4 separate regions of the Mus musculus genome follow, and regions 1, 2 and 4 are each linked to region 3. Evidence: chromatin contacts called from public HiChIP or PLAC-seq and promoter capture Hi-C data. All regions are on one chromosome and are shown on one strand. The core of a region is the stretch at or near the end of the contact, and the rest is flanking DNA. Distances in the headings are between cores, read along the strand shown.

Region 1 (5,419 bases), core at 2,359-4,858, 540 kb before region 3:
CCAGCCAGTTATGTGAGTTCACCAACCTGGTACCCGTTGCTCTCTTTAAGATCCCTCCTGCCATGAGGATGTGGGAGACTAAGACCTTTAGCTCCCCAATCCCACCCAGAGCTACTCTAGGAGTTTTTCAGGGGTCCTCTGGCCCTGAGTGGGTTCTTAGTATTCCCCATGCGGACTGACCTATGGTAGTGGTACAGAGGGGCTCACTTACTGACCTATGGTGGTGGTGAAGAGGGGCTTACTTACATGGCTCTGGTTTCCAGACGCCTGCTCCTGCTTGAGGATGTCATGGGCAGCGCTCAGCATCACCACATATGAGAAATTGTTGCAAAGACCCAAGATCCTAGAAATGAGGACACATCTTCACTGTCTGGCTTTCTATCCACTTACAGTCCTTAAAGATACACCTTTTTTTTTTCCTTCTCCACTATCAAAACAGGCCTTGAGATTAGACCAGCTCATGGCCAAGTGCCAAGTCCTCCTAAGCACTATTTCTCCCACGCTTACACTAAGATTCTGATCCCTGGGCATTTCTCATCAACGGAAACACTGTGGTACAATGCAAATATCTAGCGTATTCCTGTGCAAAACGGAGACAAATTTTCACCTGCTGATCTCAAGGGAACCAAAATAATAGCAGGGCATATTGTTCTTATTTTCATCTCCCAGAGCTGTGCTCAGAACTTGGCAAAAGCAAATTGGCTGGAGACAGAGCTCACTTGTACAACAGTGCGTGAGCCCGGGAAGGACCTGCTTTTAATACCCTGCACTGCAAACAGAAACAATGGGTGTTCTGGGCATTGTGCTACAGTAGGGCCTGTAACTGCAGCACCTGGAAGGCAAAAGCAGGATTAGAAAGGTCAAAGTAAGCCCTTACTGCTTGTAGGGTTTAAAGACCTTTCCAAAAAAAAGAAGAAAAAGAAGAGGAAGAGGAGGAGGAGGAAGAGGAAGAAAGAAAGAAAGAAAGAAAGGAAGGAAGAGGAAAAAAAACAAAGTTAGCTGGAGGAAAACATTTAATAAATAACTCTACAGATACTAAGATCTGATCAATAGGTGAAGGTGGGAATTTAATGGAACTTGGAAAGTTCACAGTTGATTAAGTATCTGTGTATTCAACTGCTTTTCACAACTTGGCTCTCATCTTTGCTCCAATCGCACTTTACTTTGTTTGTTTGTTTGTTTGTTTGTTTTTCGAGACAGGGTTTCTCTGTGTAGCCCTGGCTGTCCTGGAACTCACTCTGTAGACCAGGCTGGCCTCGAACTCAGAAATCCGCCTGCCTCTGCCTCCCAAATGCTGGGATTAAAGGCGTGTGCCACCACGCCCAGCTGGCATTTTACTTTTGCACAACTCTCAGACCACTTACCAGAAACCCACTGCATTCTTCCAAAGGACACTCCGACTATCCAACCGAGGGGCCTGGGGCTCTGAGTCGGTCTCCTCCCCTGGGAGGTAGAGAAAGCATGACCCCCCACTCACTCGGGTACACGAAGGCCCCGCCTATCCCGCATGGTGTTGAGGGGGCAGGGCCAGCATCCCAACTCCTCGGGAGAGCCGCGGGCAGAGGTGGTCATTCCCAAGGCAACCGATGAGAGCACTCACTCTCAGAATCCTCAAGGCGCCTCCACGAGCCCGCAGAACTTCCCATAACATTGAGTTCGGGTCCCCCAAAGGGCCCAAAGTCAGCGTGTGTTCCGAGCTAGCTTCAAGAAAACAGATTAAAGTCTGGGACAGGTGGGTGCGAAGGATCAATGCCCCGCGGTCAGTCCCAGGTTCCGCTGTCTGCTATACACGACATGTCCGTCGAAGGATCCCCAGATCTCCAGCTCGTGTTCACCCACGCCCCACCCGCCTGACCCCGCCCCCTGCCCCTCTAAAGCAAAGCCCCCGCCCCCAGGCCTGTACCTTTAAGAGCAGCTGAACTCTCCGCAAGGTAGACGAGCAGGTTGGGGGTCACGTGACAGTACCCGTGAGCCTTCCATCACGTGCTTGAGGGTTGCTTCTTACTTCCGGGTCCTTTTTTCTCTTTTTCGCCTTTGGACTTCTCAAACTTCGGAGAATAAAAGAAGGAGAGTTCGAGAGAACGCTGGAAGCACTGATTTTGAATTGGAGTCGAAGGGAGCCACAAGTAGAGCCATGAAAAGCGGCGCTCTAGACGCCGACCAAATCTGCCAGTACTAGTCATGGCGCGGAAGGCTTCAGCTTCTTTCCTGCAGCTCTTACTTGCCTGAAACAATTATGGCTACTTTGCTGCGGATGTCCCACTACCCCACCCAACGTCCCAAGGACAAGTTCTGCTTGAGCGCAAAGGCGACCAGCCTCAAGTGTTATCTGTTGTCCTTACAGACCTATTGTAAAGACCTATAATAAGCATCTGGGAAGTAGCTGAGAGTAGATCGATTAAAAATAAACACCCACAAAACAGCATTCTATGAATTATCTGTGGCAATATTCACGATGTTACGGTTAAATCCCCTTTGCCTTACTATCCTAGAACAACAAATACCACGAAAGTTGTCCAACCCCTGGTTTTACAAGAGAAAACCAAGGTCCCTCCGCCCCACTGTGCAACAGAGGCTAGACTTTTAGCTGACTTCAGAGACTCAGCAGTAAGAAATAGAGCAAAGGTGCTAAGTTCACTGAGAAAGCTGCTATGGGTGTTTTTCCTGGTCTGTGATGTCAGCCGTTTGTCCTAATTGGAAGTTAGGAGAATGAGGCTGAGAGGATAGTTGGAATGTGTCACCTCACAGTTCCAAATAAGGAGTCCTTCCCTTACCTTCCACTCGATGGCAGGGCAGCATCTTGACCATTCTTCATCAAGCCTATTCCTCTGCTATGGATTCCAGCAGCCTCTGCCCACTTCTCCCGGGTCTTTTCAACCACCTGTCATTAAGATTTGCCGTTTGAAATATGCCCTCCTGTGGTGTTCTTCCTAGATCACTCAAACAGTGAGAAAAAGGATCCTCCTACCCAAACGAGTCTCTAGAAATTCTGCAGCCTCTGTCCTTAAGGAACTCACAGTAAGCTGTGAGGACACATGACCACAGTACAAGAATAACCATAGGTGAGGGTGTGGGCATTGAGCACCAATCCAGACCTTTCATCCCCAGAAAAATCTTAATGGCGTTGAAAATGGGAACCCAGAACTTCCAGTGGCCTTATCCTCACTTCTACAGCTTCTCCCCCAAATAAATCAGGAACCACAAACCCTAGCTTCCTCTCACTGAAGGCTGTGGCTTGGAGGAGGCGGAAATGGCTGAGGTGCGAATACAAGACCTGAGTCACTCAGGCTGCACTTGCCGAATGCCCCCTCCCCCATACCCAATTCTGAGGTCTCCTGTTTCCACTTTTTTTTTCCCTTTCCCCTTTCTGGCCCGATCCTCTGCCCTTTAGTTCCAGATGTGCACCCGAGTCTGAGTCACCTGGACACTGTTAAGCCATCCCCCTGCCTGTCATGAAGTCATCCATGAGCAGGGGGGAGGTGCACAGGGCCTGGGGTGGAGATTTGTCAGGGAGAGTCAGGGGAAGAGGAAGTGTCTTGGGTGCTGGGGAGGACTTCGTGGGTGGGGACGGATGGTCATTGTGAGCTTTCTGGACACACAGAGACCTGCAGGATGGATTTTCTCCGGCTTCGTCTCCCTGGGCTACATCAGGCTTTGAGGGGAGCACTGGTGAGAGGGGCAGAGAGATACCCGAAACTTCCACCATTCCTCGTAGTCTCACCTTTCCTCTCCCTTACAGCCTCTCCTGAAGCCTGAGCTCCCTTTCCTACAGTCAGCCAGACTCCTAGCCCAGTCCTTCCTGGGTTTCAATCTCCTGCCTCTACAAGTGTACCCACTTATTCAAGCTAGGCCTTGTCGGGGTCCCTTAGCAGACGTCCAGATCCCTGATTCTTACCTGGGCTTTGTTAACAGTGTACTCCTGGGGAAGTGGTTAGACCTCCCCTGAGTGCCTTCACTCTTCTTTCTTCTCTTCTAGGACTCCTTCAGTGCGTTTGTGTCCTACCTCGTAGGAGACACAGTCCCCACAGTAGAGAGGCAGACACAGGCAGCTGAGGAACTGGGAGAGGTGACTGAGGGGAAGGTTGTAGGAGAGGAAGCCCAGGAGGTACTGGAGGGACTTAGAAGTGGCCAGAGTGAGGGGGTAGAAGCACCCGAAGAGACTAGAAGATGCCAAGAAGGAAGTTTAGCTGGTGAACAGACCTGGGGGTGGAGAGCAGATAGCTCTGCAAGGCCCCAAGCAGAAAGGCAGGACACTGGGTCCTGGAAGGCAGCTGAGGATGCCAGGGGCCAGGAGCCAAGTGTCCCACTGAAGCCTGAGGCAGAGCCTGGGACTCACAGAGACAGGAGCAGTAATACAGCCCAGGAGATCTGGGAGCACGGTGAAGAGGAAGCAAGCAGTGGGGAGCCTCTGAGAACCTGTGAACAGAAGGAAGAAGAGGAGGAGGTGGTCAGAGCAGCAGAGTCAGGGATGGCCGAGGGGGTGGAGTCACAGCCAACCTGGCACAGCGAGCCTGGGGGGAATGCTGGCACTGAGGGGCAGCATGTGACAGAGGACAGCAAAGAGATAGACTGGGTGGCCAAAGACATGGTTGCAGAAATCGAATGGTTTGGTGCCAAAGGGATTGACAAGGAAGAGGAGAGGATGGTCCCAATGAGGGATGGTGAAAGGGCAAGGGCACAGGGGACACAATGCCCCGGGGCCGAGTCTGAGGACCAGGCCATGTTGAGTAGAGAGGCCTGGACAGTCTCAGACAGGGAGGGGGCTGATAGCCTAGGAGTTCAGGGAACAGAATACGGGTCAGACCCAGGAGACAACTTCCCAGGAACTACTGGGAGAGTCTGGGTCCTAGAAGAGGCTGACAAGGGAGACCAGCAGGATGAGGTCGACGAGAAGAGAGAGGCTGAAGTTAGGTTTCCGATCCAGACCCTGGAGGCTGAGAGAACTGGAGAGATGACTGAAGGCCACATAGCTGAAGAGGAGGCTATGGGAGAACAGGAAACAGAGGGCAGCTTTGAGGATGAGGAGAGGCAAGACTTAGCCATCAGGGATAATGGAGTGAGTCTAGAAGAAGAGGTACGGGCAGAAGAATCCTCCAGGGAGAAAAGGAACTCCTGGGCCACAGAGCCTACGCTAGTCCTAGACACGGAGGCTAAAGATGAACCTGACTGGGAAGACTCTCCAGAAGTCAGCACTGAGGAGTTGTTTGTGGGAGAGAGGAGTGAAGCCGCCCAGATGACACCAGAGGTATTGAGAGTAAAGGTCACTGAAGGACAGGACCCTGAGCTGGTGAGACATTCCCAGGCTTTAACTAAACAACTTGAGGAAGGACAGAAGGGTCAGGAAGAGACTAGTGGAGCTCCAGACCTGAGCCCAGAGCGGGTGCTAAGCTTGAAGGAATATCCTGGGCCTGTGGGGTTT
Region 2 (5,107 bases), core at 1,403-3,902, 650 kb before region 3:
CGAGTCAACGGCACCCCGCCACTGCAGGATGCCTCGAACAGAGCCTCTGACTGAACGGCCCACTGAGCGGAGGGAGAAGCGCTTCTTGAGCTTTGGCTTTGAGGATGTTGTAGAGGAAGGGACTGAGGAAGGAAGGGGGCCAGCCAGGTCCTCAGAAGATCGAGAAGGGCCCAACACTGCTAGGGGCCCACCCACCCTGCAGCTCTCAAGGGACAGGTCGTGTGATGGTGGGATTTCCACACCAGGGCTCAATGGAGCCAGGACAGGTGGGGAGAGTGAGCCCGAGGCCCGAGCCACCTCGGCTTCGAAGTGCTGCAGGAAGAGCTCAGCAAAACGGCCAGAAAAAGCGGCCTCTGCTCCCGGCTCTGCATACTGTGGGTGGGAGGCCAGGTAGAGGCGAAAACGTCGGGCAAGATCCAGGGCAGCTGCCCTCGCATGGGACTCACAGAACTCTTGCCAACTTGGGGGAGGGGGTGGTGGCAGCGCTGGCGGAGAAGGGAAGACCCCATCCTCTGGGGAAGGGGCACCATTCATGATGGGCCCCAGGAGGAGGACAAGGGAAGCCTGCGGGGAACAAATAGGGAAGCAGCCAGAAGACACGGGATGTGCGGCAACAGCTGTAGAAAGAAGAGGCACATACACTGAGTTACTGTAGAAGTGAGATTGAGTTATATCTCAGCCCAGGCCAGGGACTCCCCTCCAGGCTCCTCAGAGAGCAACAGGCGAAGAGAACTAAACTGTTTTGCCCTCTTCAAGATCAATAACCCTCATATACCCCAGGGATGAAGGATGCTAAGCCCAATCCTGCTGCCTTTGTCACCCCTCTCCCTGTTGTGGGACCCAGGAAAGGGCCTTGGAGCATCTTACCCCACAGGGGACTCTTAAGATCACTGCCATCCCTTCTCTAAGACAAAACCTTCCCTAACTATCACACATTTTAAGTGTGCCATTCCAGAGGGCTCTACAAGGTCATTTTACCTTTCCTTAGACAACTTACTAACCTCTTACAGATGAGGAAACGGAGATTCAAACAGAGATTCAAACAAGTTCCAGAACTCAGAGTCTACCGCATTTCCCACTGCACAGTTCTAGTCTCCAGGGATATGCTGGACCAGCCTCGACCACAGCTCCCACTGCTCTGTTCTCAGGGGACCAAAGGGTGCAGGGATTACACCCTTTAAAGACCTTGCATCATAGGTCCAATGAGTGGAAGTTGGACTGAAGGCTCAGTTGTCTTCGAAGCTGATCCTATAACCCAGCACTTAAGCCCTGTGGGAAGACTTGGATTGGCTGAAGGCCAATCTCTGGGTTGCCCCTACAGTCTAGGGCTGAGTGATAGCAGCGCTAGAGAAAAAGAGATGGTGTGTTGGGTCAGGACAAGTCTTTACTAGCCACAGAAGTAAGGCATCGCACGGAGCCGGGGCTCAGGAATTTTCACTCCCTGGGGAGTGTACCTGTGAGTTTTGGACTCAAGCCCCAGCTCAGTCCACCTGTTAGCTGTGTGAACCTAGCTTTTGTCTCTGTAAAACACAGTTACTAACCGCTACCTGCTACAGTTGTCAGGAGAAATGAAATGACAAGGAACATGTCTATGCTTTCCACAGTAAGCACACAAGACATCACTGCCACTGTAACTATTTTTTATGGGGGAGGACAGTATGATGGGTCCCATTTGCGCTCCAGAAAGGAAGCGCTTCTGCGGGTGCCCCAACTCTTACATCACAGCTAGAAAGTGACAGAGCTCCATATGTAATTTACAACCGGTGGCTCTTTGGTGAGTGGTCCTGCCCTATGATCGACTGAAAGGAGACACCTCTGGACGGCTCAGGAAAGTCTACCCAAACTATCAGTGATGCCAGCCTCTTCATCAAGCCTACAACCAAGCTGCAAGTCAGAGACCCCCCCCCCCTCCCCTTCCTCCTTGGCCTTTCCTACATACTCCGATGGCTCCAACCACAGGGACAACTCCAAACCAGGGAGAAGCAGCCAGGAGATGCGGGAGTCACAGAGCACAGGGGAATCGGGGCCAAGAGGCGCAGGCACGGCAGAGACAGTCCCCAGCCAGAGGCTACCTCGGCTCACACAGGCCCACCCAGCCCTCAGCACTACTGGCCGACCCAGCCCCCTTCAGGCCCGCTGACCCTGCGGTTCCTGGACTGGTGACTCAGTTTCTCTTCTGCCAAGACGGCTCAGTCACAGTTTTCCGGTGCACCTGCCTCTTGGCTTAGTTCTGACATTCCAGAAGGGCGGGTGGTGGAGGGTGCAGGCTGCGCTCCAGGTTCGGACCCTCCGGGCCCCGTGGTTAATCACTCGGACCCGATCCTAGTCGTTGGACACCCTCCACAAGCCCCTGGGCCGGAGCCTCCGAGGGACCAACTATCTGCTGCCCTCTCGGGAGCCGAGCACCCCTCCAGCCCCGAGCCCCCACGCCCACCCCCGCCCAGGCTTCTCAGACGACAGGGTCGAGTCCGGAGAGGAAAGAGGCACTTGAAGAGGGGGGTTCCGGTTCCGGTCCCACCTGCATCTCGGTCCCCGCGCTTAGCTCCGGCGGCGGCAGCGGCGGCGGCGGCGACGGCCGCAGCTCCCGCTCCCTGTGCCCCCCGCCTCCGCGACGGGCTCCCAGCACGCGCTTCTGCGCAGGCGCTGGGACGGGTTCCCCGACGCGGAAGGAAGCGACCATAGAGAAGAGCAGTAAGAAGGAGGGCACCTTCGTATTCACTTCCGCCATCGTTCTCGGCGCCGAGGTTTTCAGGAGCTACGCCAACACAGGTCTCACTAAGCTCCCGTGGCTTCGGCAGTTGTACCTAAAAGGAACCACTGAGGCAGCTGTGGGAAGGCGTTGGGTCCGTCATCCGAAGCAAATTCTAGACAAAGGCGAGAAGTTAACCATAGAGAAGCCACTTGAGCGGAGAGAGTAGCCGCCCACTAAAAGAAATCAGCGAGATGATAAAGCTCTTTGAAGAGCTGGCTGCAGCCTAGAGCGCCTGGCCCTGCATCGAGGGGTACACGGACACCGCCCCCAGGGATCTGGCGAGCGATGTAGCGGTGACCTTGGGAGGCCGAGTGGAGTGGGCGGAGCCTGAACTTAACGACCTTGGTCTTTTAGGGGAAAGGGACAAGGTGGTCCTGGAGGGCTCTACCTTAGACGGGAACTAAAGTTGGGACAGCAATAGTGAGGTCAGTTTTGGACATGCTTGCGGGTCATCAGTAGGTACATAGAGATAGAGCTTGAAGTTCAAGAGAGGCTTCAGGGCAAGTTAGAGGGATGACGAAGTAAGGTACAAAGTGCTGTTGAGACCTTGCGCACAAATACCTTCTAGCAACCCAAGCTCGCATTGATCCAGCGTCACTACAGCTGAAGTAATTGAAAAGGCCAGAGTAGATTGGGATCATTGACAGGGCCCAAAAGATTATGTCTATAGCTTGTCATCTGTGATTGTACTCTACTCGTGCGGTCGGTCGCTTTCACCCACAGAGGGGCTCTAGTCTTCTTGGTGTGGCAAGATGGTTTTCCATAGATTCAAATTTAAATCCTAATAGTTAAGCAACTCAGTGTAAGGAGTATCACTCTTTCTAAGATCATCAATAAAATTTTCAGAATTAGGCTAGTGAGATGCCTTTTCAGTAAAAGTGCTTGTGTTTTCTATGCAAACCTGATTAGCCAGAATTCCCTCCCCATAACCCACTGTGGAAAGAGAAAGGATGTTGGAAAGTTGGCTTCTGACTTAGAACATGGCACACACACCACACATGTGTGATACCCCCCCCCCATCACATACACATAAACAAAGTGGTAATAAAATGTAAATAAGTCACACTGCTGGAAAGAGAGCTAAGTGATTAAAAGACTAGCAGCTCTTGCAGAGGCCCCGCAACCACATGGTGGTTCAGAACTGACTATAACTCCAGCTCCAGGGGATCTGATGCCTTATGACCTCAACAGGGACACGTACATACACGCAGGCAGGCAAAACGCACATATAAGATAAAATAATATTAATTTTGGAAAATTTAAGCCAGGCAGTAAGGAGCAATGCCTTTAATCCCAGCACTTTGGAGGCTGAGGCAGGTGGATATCTGAGTTCTAAGCCAGCCTGGTATATACAGCAAGTTCTAGGATGGCCAGGGATAAACAATGAAAACCATGTCTCAAAATTTAAAAAAAAAAAAATTAAAAATCTCCAAAGCCAACTAGCTGACTAGATCAAGTGCTATCCTGGAACCCAGAGGCAAGTGACCCAGAAGATGGATATAGATAAAGAACTTGTTGCACATAACGAACGTTTGTCTAGAGGTGCCATCTTGCCCCCATGGAGTTAGAAAATCTTAGAAAAAAACAGACAAGTTCTGGTGTACTCAGTCTTTTGTTTTTAAAAGATTTTTTAAAAATTATGTTCCATATCTGTGTGGTTTATCTGTATATAAATGGCCCACTGCAAGAGTACCATGTGCTCCTAACTACTGAACTCTCTCTCCAGACCTGTGGCTTAGCCAGTCTTAAATCACCCAGGCTGTATCACAGCACTAGGCACCAGCTCAGGATTAACTTTGTCAGGTCTTCATTGCCAGGATTATCTACCTTTGTTACCATTTTAAAGGAAGAGGCAAATGTAGAGATCCCTTTCCTGTGACTGTTTCCCACACCCTCCCTCTAGCGAACCTAGTCATCAACTAGCATAGACAGAGTTCAAGAACACAAAAGGGGGCTGGTGAGATGGCTCAGTGGGTAAGAGCACCCGACTGTTCTTCCAAAGGTCCGGAGTTCAAATCCCAGCAACCACATGGTGGCTCACAACCATCTGTAACAAGATCTGACGCCCTCTTCTGGAGTGTCTGAAGACAGCTACAGTGTACTTACATATAATAAATAAATAAATCTAAAAAAAAATAGGATTTGAAAAAAAATTAAAGTTACAAGTGATAGTCTCTATAAAAAAAAAAAAGAAAGGTACACACACACACAAAAAAAAAAGAACACAAAAGGGCAAATGGCTATTGATAAGTTTGGGTATGTTCTGTCTAAACTGTCCGGCCTTTTGGAAGTGGGGCAGGGTCAGTGTTGAGGATCAAACCCAGGGCCGGGAACGTGCTAGATATTTTGCTGCTG
Region 3 (4,942 bases), core at 276-2,775:
AAAAAAATACTCTGTCTTAGGAATAAACAAAACCAGGCACACCCCTTTAATCTCGGCACCCGGGAGGCATAGGCAGGAAGATTGCTGAGTGTTCCAGCCCAGCTAGGGCTCCACAGTGAGGACCTGTCTCAAAACTAAATGAATAATCAGAGGGGAAAGACAGTTCAGGAGGCCCCAAGCTCCATCCCCAGAGACGTACAAAGGTGGAAAGAAGAAGAGAACAACCTCTGAAAAGATGTCCTCTGACCTCCACACTGTGACACCTGACACCCCCACCACCATGCACTCACATACAATAATAAGTTTAAAAATTCAGAAACCCGGGTTGGATGAAAAATGCCATTATTGAACCCCCTTTCTCAGAAAAGGGAATCCATGGCTATTTTCTCAGAATTTCATATTCATGTTGGGCATCCATGCCCTCCCTGAACACCCACCCACAGTTCCTCAGTAAAGAACTCAGGAACCGGGACACTTGCAAAGGTGGTTGAGTTTCCCTACCACCCTGAAGCATCTTCCAGATGCAGAAACCTAGAATCCTTCTGGGTAACTTCCCAGGGTTCCCACAGCTGTGAATCCCCTGGCCTCAAATCCAGGGCAGTGTTAATGTTAGGAGGGAAAGGCAGACCAGGCAGAACACACGGGTTTGATCCCAGCACTTGGCAGGCGGCCGGCGGCAAATTTCGGTAAGTTTGAGGCCAGCCCGATCAGCACAGGCAACTCCCCAGATTCTAGCCAGACCTACAAATCCAGAGCAGGCTCCACAGGCAGGCCAGAGGAGTTGCATGCAAACCGGCAGGAAAGTGGGGAGGATGGGGGAGGAGGCCCCAGGGAGGAAAGGGAAACACAAAAGATTTAAATAAGAGCGGCAAACCTACTAGGGTGGAAGGTCTTAAGCATGCTGCGCAAGTGTCGACCACTGAGCTACACCCCAGACCCAATGCTACTGCAAGAAAAAGAGGCTGTGAGGCTGTAGAAGTCTTCCGATGGCCCTGCAGCCTGTCCTTGATGCACTCTAGGCTCAAGCAGGTGCTGTGAGTCCCAAGCCAGACTCTGCGGCCTGAGCGCAGTCTCCGACTTCATCCCCTCCCCGCCCCCCACACTCTACAGGGATGAGACCGGACTTTGCCTCCGCTTCTCTTGGCTGCTAACAAGGGACAGAGTCCAGGGCTGCTCCCCTTTCCAAACTCCCACTACCAGTCCATCTGACCCCAGCAGAGCAACCCCATCCATTCTGTTCCCAAGCTTCTGCCCTTCCGTAGGGCTCAACACAGAAAGAACCGCGAAGCAAGAGGAGGATTTTGGAGGTTCAAACAAGACAGAGAGAAGCGGACTTGGGAACAAGATCCAAGGAGAGGCCACAAGGGGTTCTTTAGAGAAGAGAGAGGGAGGCAGATGGCTGAAATAGGAAGAGGGACGGGCAGTAGGGGACATAGAAAACAGGAACACAGAGCAGAGACTTAGGTCACCTTCAGGGTCCATGGTGACTTGGAGCAGCCAGCGGGTCAGTGTGTTCACCACAGTTCAGGTCGAATGTTCCCAGAAGCTGAGGCTGGGGGTGGGGCTGCCAGAGAGAGGGGAGGGAGGGGCCGAGCTGGGTCAGTCCTTCCTAAGAGCCCTCACGGTACACCTCTTTGGACCCTCGCTGAGCCAGCCCCACTGCGAACCCCAGAATCAGTGGGAAGTGCTCAGCTGTGAGCACTTAGAAATTCTGACTCCTCTGGCACCAAACAGGCCCTGTTTTCTCCACTTCCAGCCCTGCTGGAGCTCCCTCGGAGTGCAGGGCCATGAATGCCGGACCTCACTCTCCTATGAGGGCCGGAAAGCCTTGTTAGTGGTGTGCTGGGAAAATCGTGGATCCCAGACCTGCACTCAAGCCCCAATTCCGTTCTCCCTAACCCCACCAGAGAGAGGCTCTCACTGTATAGATCCACCTCCTGTGTCCCCAGCCCGTGCTAGGATTAAAGCGCGCACAAGCACATGCGGCCCATTCTCTTTTTATCTCAAATTTTCTGAGGGACAGAGTAGGAACCCCACAAATATCCCCTCATCCCTCCCACTTTTCCTGAGAGCTGCAGTCTGAATGTGCTCCCCCAAAGTCAGTGTGTTGAAAACTTACCCCCCCAAATTTATAGAAATTTGGAGGAGGGGTTTTGGATGAGGCCCTAAGGGTGACGGAGGAGACTGTAGCATCAGTGACTTTGTAGCAGACTGAGAAATATTGCATGTTCTGGATCATATGTGGCTCCTAGCTCTAAATCTTTGGTCATGTATGTTTAACCTGGAGTACACGTGGGAGCCAGAAAACTAGAGATGGACCACAAGGGTGGATACCTAAGGGCTGGGTCAGGGAAATAAAGTAGAGAAGGATGGAATGGGGAAGGGTCAAACCTGGGGGAGGGAGCAAGGTTAGCCAAAATAAAAGGTATATGAAAAAGCTATAGGGAAACCATCTTCCAACCCAAGAAAAAACTATTAGTGAAGATAGTAGAACACTGAGATGTGAAACGAGAGAGAGAGAGAGAGAGAGAGAGTGAGAGAGAGAGAGAGAGAGAGAGAGAGAGAGAGAGACTCAGGGTTAAAGTGAAGAAAAGAGATTCAGAAAAGGGTGGGGGGAAGGGAAGCCCAAACTAAGCGTATATGAGGAAGCATTGCAGGAACCCACTGTTCTGAAAGCTATTTTTAAATATATAATATTTTTTAAATAGGGAGTTGAGCAGAAGTACCCTGCATGAGTGCTTCCCAGAAGACATGAATTATTAAATGAGAACCTCAGTGCCGGGGTGAGCCCTCTCCCTGTGAGTTACTGGTCAGTAAGGCTCCAGATGCTCCGAAAACAGCACACTACTGCTATTGCTCTTGGCTGTGCACCGTAACTACAGGGTGAGACTCGATTGCTGAGAATACCACTCCTAATGCAGAACATAACAAAATTAACCTTGAGCTGACCAGGAAACTTTCTCCCTGTTGGCTAGCCTGCACAATGCCATACAGGCTTCTGGGAGGGGAAAGACATGTATCTTACCTAGTGCTGGACCCATCACGCTGTAACTGACAGGATAGATGCAAGCGAGAGTGGTAGGGTACCCTTGACTCATGCCAAGGTTCCCATGAGAAATTACTCCACAAAACAGATCTAGTATAAGAGGTTTATTGGGGAGGAGAGAACATGAAGGAGATAGAGGCAAACTGACAGGCAGACAGACAAGGAAAGGGAATAGGAGAAAGAAACATGAGACAAGGCAGAGAGAGCAGAAAGAAGACACAGAGAAGGATCTGGGGTGTCTGGGAGCTCATACCTGGCACACCTGGTGGTGGCAGGTAATGATGTAAGCAGCCAGTAGGTCCCTGGGACCGGCCAGTGGGATCAGCTGTTTGCCAGCAGTAACACTGCCCTGTGGATAAGATATGACCTCTGATGTTATAGTGTGTCTTAGTCAGGGTTTCCTTTGCTGTGAAGAGACAGCATGATCAAGGCAACTCTTATAAAGAACATCATTTAATTGGGACTGGCTTGCACTTTCAAAGATTAGTCCATTATCATTAAGGCAGGAGCATGGCAGTACCCAGGCAGACATAGTGCTGGAGAAGGAACTGAGAGTTCTACATCTTGATCCCAAGGCAGGCAGAAGGAGCATCTTTAAAAAATCTTTTTTTAAAAAAGTCTGTGAGCCAGATATGGAACTACACAGCTTTAAACCCCATACCCAGAGAGCAGAGGTAGGCAGGTGGATCTCTGAGTTGGAGGTCAGCTTGGTCTACATAGTAAGACCCTCCCATCTCAAAAACAAAAAGATCTGGGCAGAAAGATGAAATGGAAACATCTAGGTTTTGTTTTGTTTTGTTTTGGAAAGTTAGTTATGTCAAGTGATGTTTTGCTGGAGTAGACACAAGTGAAAGGATGCTTGGATATAGCAGACAGGTGGAAGGACCTGTGATGAAGGCATAGAAATATGGCCCACAGACAGTGGGAGGAGTTTGGTTTGCTCCACCTCAATTTTCTTCGCATGTATTGGTTCGCCTTACAGTGTTGTTGAGCTCACTTTGTCATATGGCAACCATTGAGAGAAACTCACCCAAGAACTGCTCATGAGGTTCCTGTGGCAGCTTGCTGATGCCACAGCCTTGCCTCAGGCCAGCTGATGAGCCTGGCGGTTTCTTCAGGATTGAACTACAGCTGCCTGGTGTCTGCTTGCTGAAAGGACTGGACTGCAGCTGCTGGTTCATGTCTGGTGTCTGCCTGCCTAGAGGACCAGTCTGCAGCTGCTGGTCGTGTTTGGTGTTTGCTACAGGACTGAACTGCTGCCTAAGAAGATCGAGCTTGCCCCCAAAGAGCTATAGCTGAACAGATCCACTTCCTCCATATCCTAATAAATTTTCTCTTCCACTACTTCTGCTGGGTGGTTGAACCCTTATTAAAAGTAGGTTGCAATGGGCTGGAGAGATGGCTCAGCAGTTAAGAACACTGACTGCTCTTCCAGAGGTCCTGAGTTCAATTCCCAGAAATCATGTGGTGACTCACAACCATCTGTAATGGGCATCTGATGCCACCTTCTGGTGTGTCTGAAGACAGCTACAGAATACCCATATACATGAAGCAAATAAATCTTTTTTTTAAAGATTTATTTATTTATTTATTTATTTATTTATTATATGTAAACACACTGTAGCTGTCTTCAGACACATTTTCTTCTCACTCTGGCCCTGCTGGCTCGCTTGCTCGCTGTAGCTGTCTTCAGACACCCCAGAAGAGGGCATCAGATCTCATTATGGATGGTTGTGAGCCATCATGTGGTTGCTGGGATTTAAACTCACGACCTCTGGAAGAGCAGTCGGCGCTCTTAACCGCTGAGCCATCTCTCCAGCACTGCAAATAAATATTTTTTAATTTTTATTTATTTGTTTGTTTGTTTGTTTTTCGAGACAGGTTCTCTCTGTGTAG
Region 4 (5,262 bases), core at 2,077-4,576, 560 kb before region 3:
AGATTCTTGCTTCTTCTTCAAGAAAGTCGTATTACCGACTCCGTCCTCGTCCTCATCCTCATCTGAAGAGCCTGGTAGGAAGTGGGAGGAAAAAAAGCCAGACACTGAAGGCCAAGACTGAAAACAGAAATGAGATCAAGAGAACCCATGGCATGGCATAGCATTGGGCCTTCTAACTATCTTCAATAAAGGTCTTCTCTCACCTTCGGAGTCTTCCTCATTCTTTTCTGCATCTTCATCTGCAGACTGCTCAGGGTTCTGCATTGAGGAAAATCAGAGAACTAAGATGCCTACCATAAGCCAAGGATGGTGGCCCATGCCTTGAATCCCACCACTCAGGAGGCAGAGGTAGGAGATCATTGGGAGTTCAAGGCCAGCCTGGTCTACACAGTGAGTTTGCTACAGTGAGACCTCCAACTCATCAATCACAAAAGAACAAAACGTCTGCCACATACAAGCCTCCTCCTTCTGAACCCGTCAGTTTGTTATGGTTCTCTCCTTAGCCATGTGTCATCTACCCATGCTCTGGAGTTTTGTCGGAGGATCAAACTCCTCCTAGTTCAAACCTTAGCCTCTGGCCAACTCACCTGCTTGTAGTTGGTGATGTGTGACTCGAAATCTCGGTTGTATTTCCGGATCTTCTGGCGCAAGGTACTCAGAGCCTTGGCGTTGTTTTTATTCATCTTCTTCTTTCCTTCTTTATCTTCCCAAAGCTATCAGGGGTAAAAGGAAGAATAGGGACCCGAGGCTAAGTGGCATTTTCAAAATGTAGGCTTTAAAATCCCCTCCCCTCCCGGGATCTTGCTATCTAGACACCATCTGTACCACTATTTTTTTTTCTTTTTAAGCTTCACGAATTTGCGTGTCATCCTTGCGCAGGGGCCATGCTAATCTTCTCTGTATCGTTCCAATTTTAGTATATGTGCTGCCGAAGCGAGCACAATCTGTACCACTATTAACCAAGACTGTTAACTAAGCAGCGCTGGGGACTCAATGGAGGCAAGCAGCCTACAGCTGACCTACACTCCAACCCAGGACTAGGAAGGCAGGGGTGGGCAGATCTCTGAGCTCGAGGCCAGCCTGGTCTACAGAGTAAAGTAAGTTCCAGGTTGGCCAAGACTATACAGAAAATCCCTGTCCTGGAAAAAAAAAAAAAAAAAAAAAACAAAGTAACGACAAGAACAACAAAAAACAGCCAAACCCCAATAAATATAGTCAAGCTTTTGCCCAAAAATAAGTTTTTCTCCTTGCTTTATCTCATTTTCTATTTTCTAGGCACCACTGTAGATAAGAAGGCAAAGAGCCCTGAGGAGAGCCCTGGCAGCAGGCAAGCAGCACAGCCAGGCCCACACCCCTCTGCATGCTCAGAGTCACACCTCATTAAGATAGTCCTCCAGGTCAGCCAGTATTCGGATGTAGAATCGGGGGACACCTTCCTTATCCACAATACTCTTGGCTTTCCCATAGGCCTTTCCCAGGAGCTCAAACTCTTCTAGACACTTGGTGACATCTCGAATCTTCATGGCATTACGGATGGTTCGTATGAGGTTGGTCAGCTCCTCAAACCTGGGTAGGAAGTTCAATACCAGATTGGCTGTGTCTGTCTATCATGGAGAAAACAATACCATCACTCCCCCTAACCCCTAACCTACGACAGCCTCACCTCTTGTCCTTGGCGCTTCGGACAACTCTCTTTGTATCCTCCTCATCCTCGCTCAGTAACAAAGGCCTGTATGAAAGGAACAGAGACCATTACCCTTCAGTCTTAGCTAGTGTTATTTCTCTTATCAGATGAGAACCGAGGCATGCATACCATCTTCTTCTCTGATCCTTGTTCTTCATACTCATCTTAAGCAGCTGCAACTCTAAATGAGGTCTCTTGTAAACCCTGACAGTATCTACAAGAATGTCCCCAAGAACAAGTAACAGAAGGCTTATAGACTGTATGAGACAACTGTCTAACAGCACATATGGCTACAAGTACCTAAGAAAGCAGCAGACAAAAGGCCCCCTAACTCTAACAAATGGGAAAAGCTCCAAGGAGCTGGTACCTAGCCAGATTCTAAAAAGAAACATTTCCCAAAATAGGAGAGGCCACTAGTTTTGGTGAATTCTAACACTCTCTTTGATTGTATTTTTTTCAATAATGGGTGAAAGCATTCAGTTAGCAACAGTGTCTCTATTATTTTCTTTCCATGGTATTAACTTTTCCTGACAATTTTTTTTTAATATGGGACAAGTGATAGTTTTTCCACTTTGGACAGTGTTATGCTATCGCAGTCACATGGATATGTCTGGATATTCATCTACAATTCTCTACAAGTCTCTGTGGAGCGCCGGGCGTGGTGGCGCACGCCTTTAATCCCAGCACTCGGGAGGCAGAGGCAGGCGGATTTCTGAGTTCGAGGCCAGCCTGGTCTACAAAGTGAGTGCCAGGACAGCCAGGGCTACACAGAGAAACCCTGTCTTGAAAAACCAAAAAAAAAAAAAAAAAAAAAAAGTCTCTGTGGAGGTAAGTATGTCTTAAAACCCTTCAGGTACACAGCAAAAACAATGTTGTTTTGAGAACTGTTTCAAAGTTCAAAAAGTTTTAATTTACAGAGATCGAGAAAAAGACAGTAAATAAAGATGAACACAGCAGTGTTTAGCATTTGGCACGCAGAGCCAAACGACCGGATTTCAGGGCCAAACTAACCAAGCACTGAGGGTTTCCCTCCATGAGTACAAATCATAACGACTAAGCTTAGTGGGAAGATTTACGATACGGGGAGTTTCCGAAAGCCACAGTCAAGGGGCGGGAAGGGATGCGAGAGATGGAATGTGGGCAGGAGTTACGAGGCTGCAGACTTGGAGGCCTTAAGAGCTGATGCAATACTAAGCAACGGAAAACCTCTCCTCCTCCTCGGTACCGAGGACGCCGAGGGCTCCCCCAGCTCGCTGCGAGAGCTCCTTTCTCAGACGCGCCCAGCCCATGGCTCCGCTCGCCCACCCGAGCCCCCGCAGCCCGCCAAACCCGTCCCCTCCGCGCCCCCAGCTCACTGTTTGCCGTAGTTCCCGGAGACCGGTTTGGTGACGAGCTCCTCCCCGGACAGGGACGACTCCGACTCACTGTCCGAGCCGGTGGTGAAGAATCGCGACATGGCGACGGCGCTGAAGGGCTGAGGCGCTCGCGGCCGGAACCTGAGGAAACCCGCGGCGTCAGGGTTTGGGGGCAACCGCGGCTACCATCTCCCGACCCGGACCCCCGTTCCCGCCTGCACGGCCTCCCCCTTGCCCTCCACGGAGCACGAGGCCCAAGAGACACGAACCAGCTAAGCTGCCGAGTCCCTCTGAGCAGGTGAGACAGGCACGACGCCGGAAGAGGAAAAGGTTGGGGGGGCGTCACTTCCCGGAAGCACCAAAGAATGCGCTAAATAACTACAATTCCCAGTGGCCTTTGCGCTATACACGGCCTGGGACGAATTAGTAGCCGAGGTTCTAAATCTTATCTAAACTAAGACTGACTGGCTGCTCACTAGGACCGCCCGGACTAGGCTGCAAGACTGACAATATAGAATTTAGTAACCGCCCCATGGTGCACGTCTGTAATTCCCTACACTAGAAAGGGTGAAGCAGGAGGATCATGGGTTCAAGGCCAGACTGGGCCAAAAAAAAAGAAAAAAAAAAAAAAAAAAAAAAAAAGCTAAGCTCTGAAGCCTGCGGAGGTGGCTCAACACCTTTAATCCCAGCGCTCAGGAGGCAGAAACAAGTGGATCTCTGAGTTCGAGGCCAGCCTGGTCTCCAGAGCGAGTTCCAGGACAGCCAAGAGAAACTATGTCTCGAAAAAAAAAACAAAAAACAAAAAAAAAAAACAAAAAAACAAAAAGTATTCTGGCCGCCCATCTTAACTTCAGAGTAAGAATCTAAGGGCTGGTGTCAGCTTGATGCCGATGTCCTGCGAGGTTTTGGAGGAGTGTCGTTGTTGTCATTTTGTTTTGTTTTGTTTTGTTTTAGAAAAGGATTTTAAAAATACGGAACGCTTTACAAATTTGTGTGACATCTTTGTGCAGGGGCCATACTAATCTTACCTTATCTTTCCAATTTTAATATATATGCTTCAGAAGAGAGCATGGTTTCTCAGGTTTAAGCAAACTTCATAGATCTTGAGTGTTGGAATCCTGTCTTTACCGTTTTCTTAGGCAAACTTTCTAACTTCTAATCTCTCTCTGCTCTTCTCCCTGTGCTACAAACAAAGGGGAATAATAGCACTTGTTCATTTGATATTAGGAAAATAAAATGAGAACATATGATGTGTGTGGGACAGTACCTTGTGCAGAATGAGCATATACTAGCTAGCCACTGGACCCACGAGGTGTTTCAGATGAAAAAGCACTTGTCACCAAGCGTAAGAACTTGAGTTAGTTCCCTATGGCCACAGAATAGAAAAAACAACTCCTGATAGTTGTCTTCTGACCACCTCCCCTGACTACCACCCTACCACCTCCCACCTCCCCCAATTCCTAGTGGCCTTTGCAACATACAAGGCCTAGATTTTTGTAGTACTGGGTATGGAACCCAGGGTCTAGATCCATACTAGGCAAGCATTTCACCAACTGATGTCTGGGGTGCCCAAAAATAAACAGTGAAGTATAATTCTAGCAAAATGGCACTGTTGGGTGGGTTTTATATAAAGACGGCCTTGAGGTCAGAGGCCTGAGGCTTCACCTTAGCCTGCTAGCCTGCTGGCAGTGTATGCATGTCTGTGTGCCTACCTCAGCGTGGCCCCAGTGCCAGTCTCTTGTGTATGCATGTTGCCTGCCAGAGTTCAGCTTCCAGGATTAGGTCCGTTTTTGTTGCTATGAAGAAACCATGCAAAAGCAAAGCAACGTATAGAAGAAAGACCTCACTGGGGATTACAGTTTCAGAGGATGAGTCCATGATCAACCGGGCAGGGACATGACAGCAGCCATGGCGCCAGAGCAGAAGCTGAGAGATGACACAGAAAGAGGCAGAGGGGGAGAGACACACAGAGAGAACTGGGAAGAGTGTGGGATCCAGACATACACCTCCTCCAAGGCCACACCTATTTTTTTCTGTTTTCTTTTTTTCCAAGACAGGGTTTCTCTTTATAACCTCAGCTGTCCTAGTGGAATTTGCCTCATAACCAGGTTAGCTTTGAGCTCTGAAAACCTCCAACTTCTCCCTCTGGAGTGCTGGGGTTAAAGGCATGCACCATCAAGCCTGGCAAGGTCACACCTCTAAATCCTTCACACATGTGATTAT

Evidence for each region. HiChIP or PLAC-seq counts read pairs in DNA pulled down with a chosen protein or histone mark. Capture Hi-C pulls out chosen DNA fragments and counts their contacts.
Region 1: a contact with region 3 is called in a promoter capture Hi-C map of liver, with 3 times the contacts expected there. The contact joins the promoter of Apobr here to the promoter of Qprt in region 3. A contact is called at or near these places in 12 of 39 promoter capture datasets (the 3T3-L1 cell line, the C10 cell line, the HPC-7 cell line and 8 more), 1 of 15 datasets of contacts at CTCF or cohesin (large pre-B cells), 6 of 484 Hi-C or Micro-C datasets (the N1E-115 cell line, cardiomyocytes, cortical neurons and 2 more), 9 of 115 datasets of contacts at active chromatin or transcription factors (astrocytes, embryonic basal ganglia, embryonic forebrain and 5 more) and 3 of 9 other capture datasets (adipose tissue, liver and pancreatic islet).
Region 2: a contact with region 3 is called in an H3K27ac HiChIP or PLAC-seq map of embryonic stem cells, with 3 times the contacts expected there. The contact joins the promoter of Sh2b1 here to the promoter of Qprt in region 3. A contact is called at or near these places in 3 of 39 promoter capture datasets (hippocampal neurons, liver and stem cell-derived epiblast-like cells), 1 of 15 datasets of contacts at CTCF or cohesin (large pre-B cells), 2 of 484 Hi-C or Micro-C datasets (the N1E-115 cell line and cortical neurons) and 5 of 115 datasets of contacts at active chromatin or transcription factors (embryonic forebrain, embryonic stem cells, large pre-B cells and 1 more).
Region 4: a promoter capture Hi-C map of adipose tissue shows a contact between it and region 3, with 2.7 times the contacts expected there. The contact joins the promoter of Eif3c here to the promoter of Qprt in region 3. A contact is called at or near these places in 8 of 39 promoter capture datasets (the 3T3-L1 cell line, the HPC-7 cell line, embryonic stem cells and 3 more), 1 of 15 datasets of contacts at CTCF or cohesin (large pre-B cells), 3 of 484 Hi-C or Micro-C datasets (cardiomyocytes, cortical neurons and nephron progenitors), 3 of 115 datasets of contacts at active chromatin or transcription factors (astrocytes, embryonic basal ganglia and kidney) and 3 of 9 other capture datasets (adipose tissue, macrophages and pancreatic islet).

The regions. Positions count from the first base shown.
Region 1 is chr7:126,581,400-126,586,818 of GRCm38.p6, forward strand. Apobr (apolipoprotein B receptor) reads left to right here and starts at 3,609. Exons shown (of 4, transcript NM_138310.1): 1 at 3,609-3,669; 2 at 3,977-5,419. The coding sequence starts at 3,613. It overlaps Cln3 (ceroid lipofuscinosis, neuronal 3, juvenile (Batten, Spielmeyer-Vogt disease)), which reads right to left and starts at 4,418. Exons shown (of 18, transcript NM_001146311.2): 1 at 3,896-4,418; 2 at 2,775-2,881; 3 at 1,904-2,048; 4 at 1,601-1,697; 5 at 1,365-1,443; 6 at 247-343. The coding sequence starts at 1,646.
Region 2 is chr7:126,472,478-126,477,584 of GRCm38.p6, forward strand. Sh2b1 (SH2B adaptor protein 1) reads right to left here and starts at 2,653. Exons shown (of 9, transcript NM_001289541.1): 1 at 2,519-2,653; 2 at 1-617. The coding sequence starts at 534.
Region 3 is chr7:127,120,504-127,125,445 of GRCm38.p6, forward strand. Qprt (quinolinate phosphoribosyltransferase) reads right to left here and starts at 1,526. Exons shown (of 4, transcript NM_133686.1): 1 at 1,470-1,526. The coding sequence starts at 1,482. It also overlaps a transcript of Spn not described here.
Region 4 is chr7:126,563,040-126,568,301 of GRCm38.p6, forward strand. It overlaps Eif3c (eukaryotic translation initiation factor 3, subunit C), which reads right to left and starts at 3,327. Exons shown (of 21, transcript NM_146200.1): 1 at 3,309-3,327; 2 at 3,040-3,180; 3 at 1,664-1,729; 4 at 1,377-1,566; 5 at 588-713; 6 at 204-258; 7 at 1-71. The coding sequence starts at 3,140. Gm25579 (a small nuclear RNA gene) reads right to left here and starts at 4,110; the gene lies at 4,005-4,110. It overlaps Gm24596 (a small nuclear RNA gene), which reads right to left and starts at 941; the gene lies at 835-941.